2 separate regions of the Capsicum annuum genome follow, and region 1 is linked to region 2. The links are chromatin contacts, called in public Hi-C maps. All regions are on one chromosome and are shown on one strand. The core of a region is the stretch at or near the end of the contact, and the rest is flanking DNA. Distances in the headings are between cores, read along the strand shown. Region 1 holds the start of LOC124895915. Region 2 overlaps LOC107853233 (protein PIN-LIKES 3).

Evidence for each region. A called contact is a pair of places that touch in the nucleus more often than the background predicts.
Region 1: a Hi-C map of leaf shows a contact between it and region 2, with 3 times the contacts expected there. The contact joins the promoter of LOC124895915 here to the enhancer-like site in region 2. A contact is called at or near these places in 2 of 5 Hi-C or Micro-C datasets (leaf and placenta).

What each region holds. Positions count from the first base shown.
Region 1 is chr2:3,955,775-3,959,380 of UCD10Xv1.1, reverse strand. It overlaps LOC124895915, which reads right to left and starts at 1,804. Exons shown (of 10, transcript XM_047406461.1): 1 at 1,791-1,804; 2 at 1,499-1,752; 3 at 1,125-1,201; 4 at 414-490; 5 at 69-219. The coding sequence starts at 1,804. It overlaps LOC107853232 (a long non-coding RNA gene), which reads right to left and starts at 3,576. Exons shown (of 3, transcript XR_007050749.1): 1 at 3,206-3,576; 2 at 2,065-2,192; 3 at 1,876-1,991.
Region 2 is chr2:3,816,935-3,820,520 of UCD10Xv1.1, reverse strand. It overlaps LOC107853233 (protein PIN-LIKES 3), which reads right to left. Exons shown (of 10, transcript XM_016698232.2): 6 at 2,384-2,476; 7 at 2,175-2,275; 8 at 2,006-2,058; 9 at 1,658-1,843; 10 at 717-1,017. The coding sequence ends at 893. Among protein-coding and RNA genes, the nearest start is that of LOC107853233, 16 kb to the right of the region's middle. Within about 2 kb of position 1,775, at least 1 of the 5 cell types and tissues checked has an H3K27ac peak or open chromatin away from gene starts, as enhancers often do. A contact at or near this core is called in leaf, where this site is marked.

The DNA of each region.
Region 1 (3,606 bases), core at 555-3,054, 140 kb before region 2:
TTTGACATTTGTTTGAAAACATCGAATGTTGCATTACAAAAGCAAAGAGTTACTAGACAAGCAAATACCTTTAACCAGAGAAAGACCTGTGCCACAGAGAGTGTGGGTTCTAGAAGAACACTGATGCTCCGAAAGAGATTTTCATCATTTTCTCCACCTTCGGCCTCTCCATATATAAGAGCTTCAGCGGCAATCCCAGCAAATAGAACCATGCAGTACCTGAAAAATTTATTTTTAATTACCTTGGTGCAAGAAACTGTGTTTCTTGATCTCCTTTGTTATGGAGATTTGACGAGACTTTGCAAAGAACTAAATAATATGGCATGTAGAAAATTGAGAGAGCCAGTTCCAGCATAGAAATGTATTTTGTCCAGGGAATAATCGTAAACAAAATAAGTGACTAGGACATCCACCTGTCAAATGCAGTACCACTTAACCGGCCTTCAGCGGGCTTATTTTCAAGTTTTTCATCCCAAAACTGTGTTCCTGCCTGCATGAAAGAAAAATAGAAGAAGATCACAAGACAAAGTGAGCAAATTTTAACTTGTTCAAGTTCCAAAATGGGTCCACAACCTTATGTGTGGAAGACAACTTTGATTTCCAAGAAAATAAGAAACTGAAGCTCTCACTATTTAAATTGTAAGTTTCTCTCATGGAACAAGGACAATCACTACTGAGGAAAAGGAAAAAATTGAGGGATGCCTACATAAATATGTTGCACTGTGCCATGTCCCCTATTCTTCAATGAGAAATACCGACAAGATAACTAACTGCAAGAGTGTACGCTGACACATAGTCAATCCCTAAATTTGGAAGCTTCTAGAAGCAACAACAACAAACCCAATGTCATCCCACAAGAGGGAAATGGAAAATAAGAAAAATCTGTATCATGTCATGGATTATACTGTTGTACAGTGTGTGGCATCTAATGAAATACTATTTTGTGCATGTTCGGTCAGAAATAGATGTCTTGAATTCCCATCTGTTTGCCTTAAAAGACTTAAGGAGAAGGGGAGGAGCAGTTATCTATGTATTTGTGGTCTTTGTTGGCTGTTAGTTTAACAAGTGGTTCAGCATTACACTGGGAACTAGAGAGACAATAAGAAGGATCTACAGTGACATACCTGTCCTTGAATGCCCATCTGCATTGCAACGATTGGGTCTAAAATTACACCACGAATTGGACAAATCATCAGGTATGCTGCAGTTATATCAAAGGATATATGAATTACTATAAGAGGTAGGTTTACAACTTTACTTTCCTTCGAATGTTACAAACAATAAAGACTGATAGTAATAAACAGGATAATACTGATATTCTGAGCAGTTGTTGTTGGGAAAACAAGCTGATGATATCTATGGCAAGTCATCGTATCGAAACTTAAATATCCAGAAGTACAGGTTATCCTAACTTAATATATGAAAGATGGATGAATCAAATTTCTAAAGTACTTTCATTCTATTGCAGTAACTTCTGTGTTGCAGAAACATGGTTTACCAATAAGGAGATGGCCTGCTTCATGAACACAAATTCGACGCTTGTAGGGAGGCCAGAAGCTGGAGATTTGTGCTAAGCAAGACCCACCAAGTAATATAGCATCTAGAATGGCAAGACCCAAGACTGCAGAAATGTTAGCCCTAATATCTATTCCTTGGTTCAGCAGAATTGAGACTCCAGCAAACAATGTAGCCAAAAGAAAGCTAGACGTTCCAGAAATACCCCACTTCTTTGGCGAAAGTTTGGTCACTGAACTACAGAAGAGTTAAAAAGCATATTATTAAACTAGTACATTTTCTCCTTCATAATTCAGAAAAAGCAAAACCAGATTTTATGTCGAATATTCCATGTAAAACATGCAAGTTGAAACAACTTACGTGCTTCAGAGAGGTGATTGGATTAGCACTGACCAGGGAGGAAGCTTTCGGTGCCTTTGTCTTTAAGATAAGCTAGCACGGCCCAGTCTCCTCAAATCTCGTAAGTCTGCAGAAAGCTGAACAACAAAGGAATTAAAAGAGAAATGTTAACAGCAATAGCATCGCGACATCTACAGAAAGCATGCATACTTTTCAAAGGTTACTGTATGACCCAGTGATGGGTACTCGACATGTTTGTCCCTTCATACGTTTTACTGCACAATTCATTCCTAAAAGCAAAGTCTAAACCACCTCTAAGAGCACCTAATAGCACCCAACTGAGCAAAAGAAGGAAAAACAGAAGAGGAGATAAAACACTAAGTACATAAGTAACATAATTACTTCCTACTTATTGATTGAAATAATAATGTGTATAGATTTGATTGTGGTGCCTGTATGTATGTATTTATGCATACTCCTCGAATGGTTCTTTTATCTCGTACAATTTTGAATAGAAGGGTAGTCCAATATACTACGCGTTGGTACGCTTGAGGTCCAGGAAAGGGCCAAACCACAAAGGTCTATTGTACACAATCTTACCTTGCATTTCTGCAAGAGATTTTCACCACGGCTTGAACTCATGACCTCTAGCCACATGGCAGTAACTTGATCAGTAACTCCAAGAGGCCCCTTCTATCTTGAACAATTCTGAATATAAGTGTAAAACACAAAATATTGATGACCAAAACTAGCTCAAATTTTTTACTTCCCAGTGCTCTCTCAAAATCTCCTCTACAATTACAACAATATGAAAGCATATACTCCAACCCCTAGCAGTCCAGCATGACTGACAACAGCAGCTACAAGTTAACTATAGTTACACCATCAAGACAAAGAAGAAAGAAATAATGCCTCCACTGAATCAAATAGAGTTCCTCTTTATGGCAATGATATAAGTATGTCGACGCAACTATATATATACCAACAATCCTTTTTTTTTTTCAATAGATAACATTAGATGGAATTATTTTAAAACCTAAGCATACTGAAAATATGTACCAAAACATTAAACATAGCCAAAAAAAGATAAAATTGCAGAAAGATTAAGACCAAAAAAGAACAATATGGTGTTACTCTACAATCATAAATATCAAAACTAAAAGTAAATACATGATAAGAGGCAATCGACACAACAATATATACCAACAATCCTTTTTTGTCAAGCTCCATGACTAGTACTTCTGATTTCCAACTCATTTTCAAATCATAAAGGAGCATCTGCTAAAAGAAAACCCCAAAATAGAAACTCATAAAATTAAGTCAAAATTATCAGTTACAAGAATACACTAACCTTAAAATCATCAAATAAAAAAAGAAAATCGTAAATTAGCTCTGAAATTAAAGTGCAAATTGAAAGCTGAAATCGAATTGATGGTGTGTCGTCGGAGCTACTGGTGGTGTGTGGTCGGAGCTACTGGTGTCGTGTTGTGTGTGGTCATCGGAGCTGGTGGTGTGTCATGTGTGGTCGTAGGAGCGTACCGGTGGTGGCATGTGGTCGGAGCGTATGGCAGTGCGTGGTTGAGAGTGGGGAAATATTTAAGTCATGGAAAATTTTCAATATATACTTCTTTAATTTATGTTATATATTATTTTAATTTTTGGTGGATATAGTGAAAATTTTGGGAGGGAAAAAATACAGCCGATGCAATAGCATTTTTGTGTCAATTAAGTGTTGCCATAGGTGGCTTTATG
Region 2 (3,586 bases), core at 526-3,025:
AGCTTTGAAGTAGGGGGCATCTATAAACACGTAAAATTTATTGGGTCATATTCATATAAAAATTGGACTTGACCCATATTTTATTGGGTGTAAAATCATTTTGGGCTATAAAAATAATAAGTTCATTTTATTCCTCATCAAGGACTTCAAGGTCCATCTCACCTTGAGGCCCAAACTTATGCCACGTGTCAAATGACCTGGCATCCCAGTCAAATTAAAGACCAATGAAGCAAGACCACACTCATCAAATGATGTGGCAATCCAAGTCAAGTTCAAGAGTCAATAAAACATCGCCAAGTGCCTCAAATGACATGTTTTTGGCCAATCACAAGCAACCTTGTCACATAACATTTGTGATAAGCTTGAAAATTGAATGGACCAATCAGAATGAGACAAAAGGGGTTATTTACACTTGGACTGCCTACCCCCTACAATTATAAATAGGAGGGTTACACAATTTTCTGAGGTCATTCTACAAGCATTGGAGGAAGCTTTTGCATTGATTACACAGCTCTTCAACGAATCGACTAACGGAATTCTGCCCGGAGGTCAACTCGATAAGACGAAGTGCTGACAAACAATTCCTGGAGATCTAAACAAATTTCTGGGAGGCTCAAATCATCCGGAAGTTCAAGAATTATGCTATAAAGGCCCTCAAATTACGGAAAAGCTTAGGAGATAAGAATCGAGAGAATAACGGAATTGTACTCGCAAAATTACTTTTAAAAAAATTATTCTTTTTATTTATTTTTATTTTTGCTTGCAGTTAATTTTTCGCACAACGAAAATTTGTTGCGAACAATTATATTGAAAGATACAAAACTAATATATTTGTTGGCGATATTGTAACTAAATAACCAAACGGTGAATATCTCTATTTTGTACAAATAACTCAAGATAAAATCCACATGTAGTAAGTCGTCCATAGAGTAAGTGCAACTGATGCCAGTGCATAATTCCATAGCATAATCACTGAACATTCACATTCACCAACTTCAAACAACTGTGTAATTGTACCTGCTCATTTTCCAACAAAAAAGGCCAAATGGAAAGAATAAGACAAAAATTGCTTTTGAAATGAGAAATAATTGCACAAATATTTGCAAAAGAAAAGTTTAATTTCTACATATATAAACTTTTCAGTGTGCGCATAAGATTTCTTACATCATTAGATAACCAAAAAGATATTTTCTTCTCCTTAATTTATACGACACACCCTTTTCATTTTGGTCATTTTCTTAAAAAAAAAAAATGACAATCTTCTAAATTTGAAAATAATTAGTTTTACATCTCTTATTTTATCTTTAATGAGAACTTTTTATAACCACATAAATATTATCACATTTTTCACGTCATAAATTTCAAAAAAAATTATAGGTACACTAATATATGATGTGTTTTAGGCTATACATTTTAAGAAATTAACTTAAGCTATGTCATATAAACTGAAACGAAGAAAGTATTGTAATAGACAAGAGGGAGTTGCTTCAGATGATATACATTCCATGCTTTCAATCAAAAGATAGTGAGTTTGAGTCACGAAAGAAGCAAAATGGATGGAAGCTCCCCGGGAGGCGTGAAGGAAACGGATAAAGTAATATAATACTGTAGAAAAACAAAGAGAGAGGGAAGAAGTAAATGATGAGCTGGTAGATACCAATAGTCATGGCAGAGGGAAGTGCATATTGCAAGAGAAGTACAAACTGATATAAGGAATCTGATCCAACCAATCCAAAATGGCGTGCAGCTTTCACAACACAAATTCCTGATAGTGGTAATGCCACATAACGTATTACTTGAATCCCTATCACCACCCACATACCTACTCCTGACTTTTTCAGCCCTGCACTTATATTAAATGCCAACACCAGTTTAATTTATACACATTGATAATATAAGAATTTTTGATATCCATCTATGATAAGTACTGTGAAAATGTTGAACTAATAAAGTGATAATGCAAAAATTCATATACAAGAAGCATCAGAAGAATCCTCAAACAAACCTTTAAGAAGATTTGCTCCAATTATCAATGTCATTGCTGGTATTGTAGCCTCACTGCAGCACAAAACACATAGTAGCATTAAGTCAATTGCCATGTTATATATACAAAACATTCAAAATTAAGCTTTGTTATAAGCTCATTTAAAATGAAGTTATTTCAGTCTTTATACCCAAGCATAGATGCAGAGCTATCAATAACATGCAATGGAGCCTCATTTCCAATCATTAGCTTTCTTAGCAAGGACGATACACCAATCAAGATCCCAACGATCTGTAGAAAATATAATTTCCATTTTGCAGATTATATTGTCAGTCAATGCTCGCTCTATTCTGTAAAAAGTACATGAATTGAAGCAGAGGAGTAATGTGATCTTCATACCGTAGCAATTGTTGAGGGTGCAAACAACATTTTGAAATTGATCCTCTGTGTCCATATTTTTATATGTTGTTTGATCTTTCTCATAACATGTCCCTGTATATTGGAAAGTTCATTTAGTTAGCTTAGTTATTGTGTTTGTTAGCTTAGTTACTGTGATCATTTTTCAGTTTTACTGTTACATTGATTGATTTACTGTACATTTGAGTTAGTTGGTTTGTTAGTCGTATGGTGAGCTGGCAACTAAGTGTGTAGTGCAGTGTGTAATGTAGTTGAGATGAGAAGCTTCTAGAAGATGTACATTCATCTATATATAGACGCTAGTGGGAACAATGCAATCAACATGACAGTTAATAAAATAGTTCCTTCTTCTTCTCTGTTCAATACAGCTTGGTTAGCCAAGCTTTCTACTCGATGTTAGTGTAGTTTACATGATATCAAAGCAACGACCATGGATGCTAGATAGATAGAGTTTAGATCTCTATCGTGATAAAGGAATTAATCTCTATTTAGCTGTAATTTTTTATTTTTCAATTGATTTCAAATTGAATTTTCCTCTGTAATTGATGTAGAGCAGTAGAAATGGCACCTAAGATTGATTCGAGTGATCCTTTATTCATAGGCACATTAGATGTGTCTGGAGCTACTCTGATTTTAGTTAAGCTTGTTTGATCAAAGAATTATGAAGTGTGAAGTAGATCAATAAGGATTGCATTATTGGGAAAAAGGAAATTTGATTTTGTGACTGGTGCATGCAATAAGAAGATGTAACAGAGAAGAGTTACATGAAAAATGAGAGACCGCTAATACCATAGTATTATCCTGGTTGATGAGCTCAGTTAGTTCAGAGTTGCTGAATGAAATTGTATATGTAACAAATGCTCGTGAAGGAGAAGATCTAAAGGAAATGTTTGATAAAGTGAATTGTATGAGATTGTATAAATTACATAGAGAAATCAACACATTATCACAGAAACTGATTCAGTAGCTACTTACTTCACGAAGCTAAAGAGTTCGTGTAGTAAATATGATGCAGTGATTTCTGCTCCTTCGTGTGATTGTCCAAGTTCTAAGGATTATGTAGATTGTCTTGCTCAAATGAGGTTGATACAGTTTCTTGGTGGCTTGAATGATTCTTATGATCAGGCTAAGAGACAGATTCTATTGAAGGAAGTTACACCTTCTCTTAATCAGGCATATGCTATG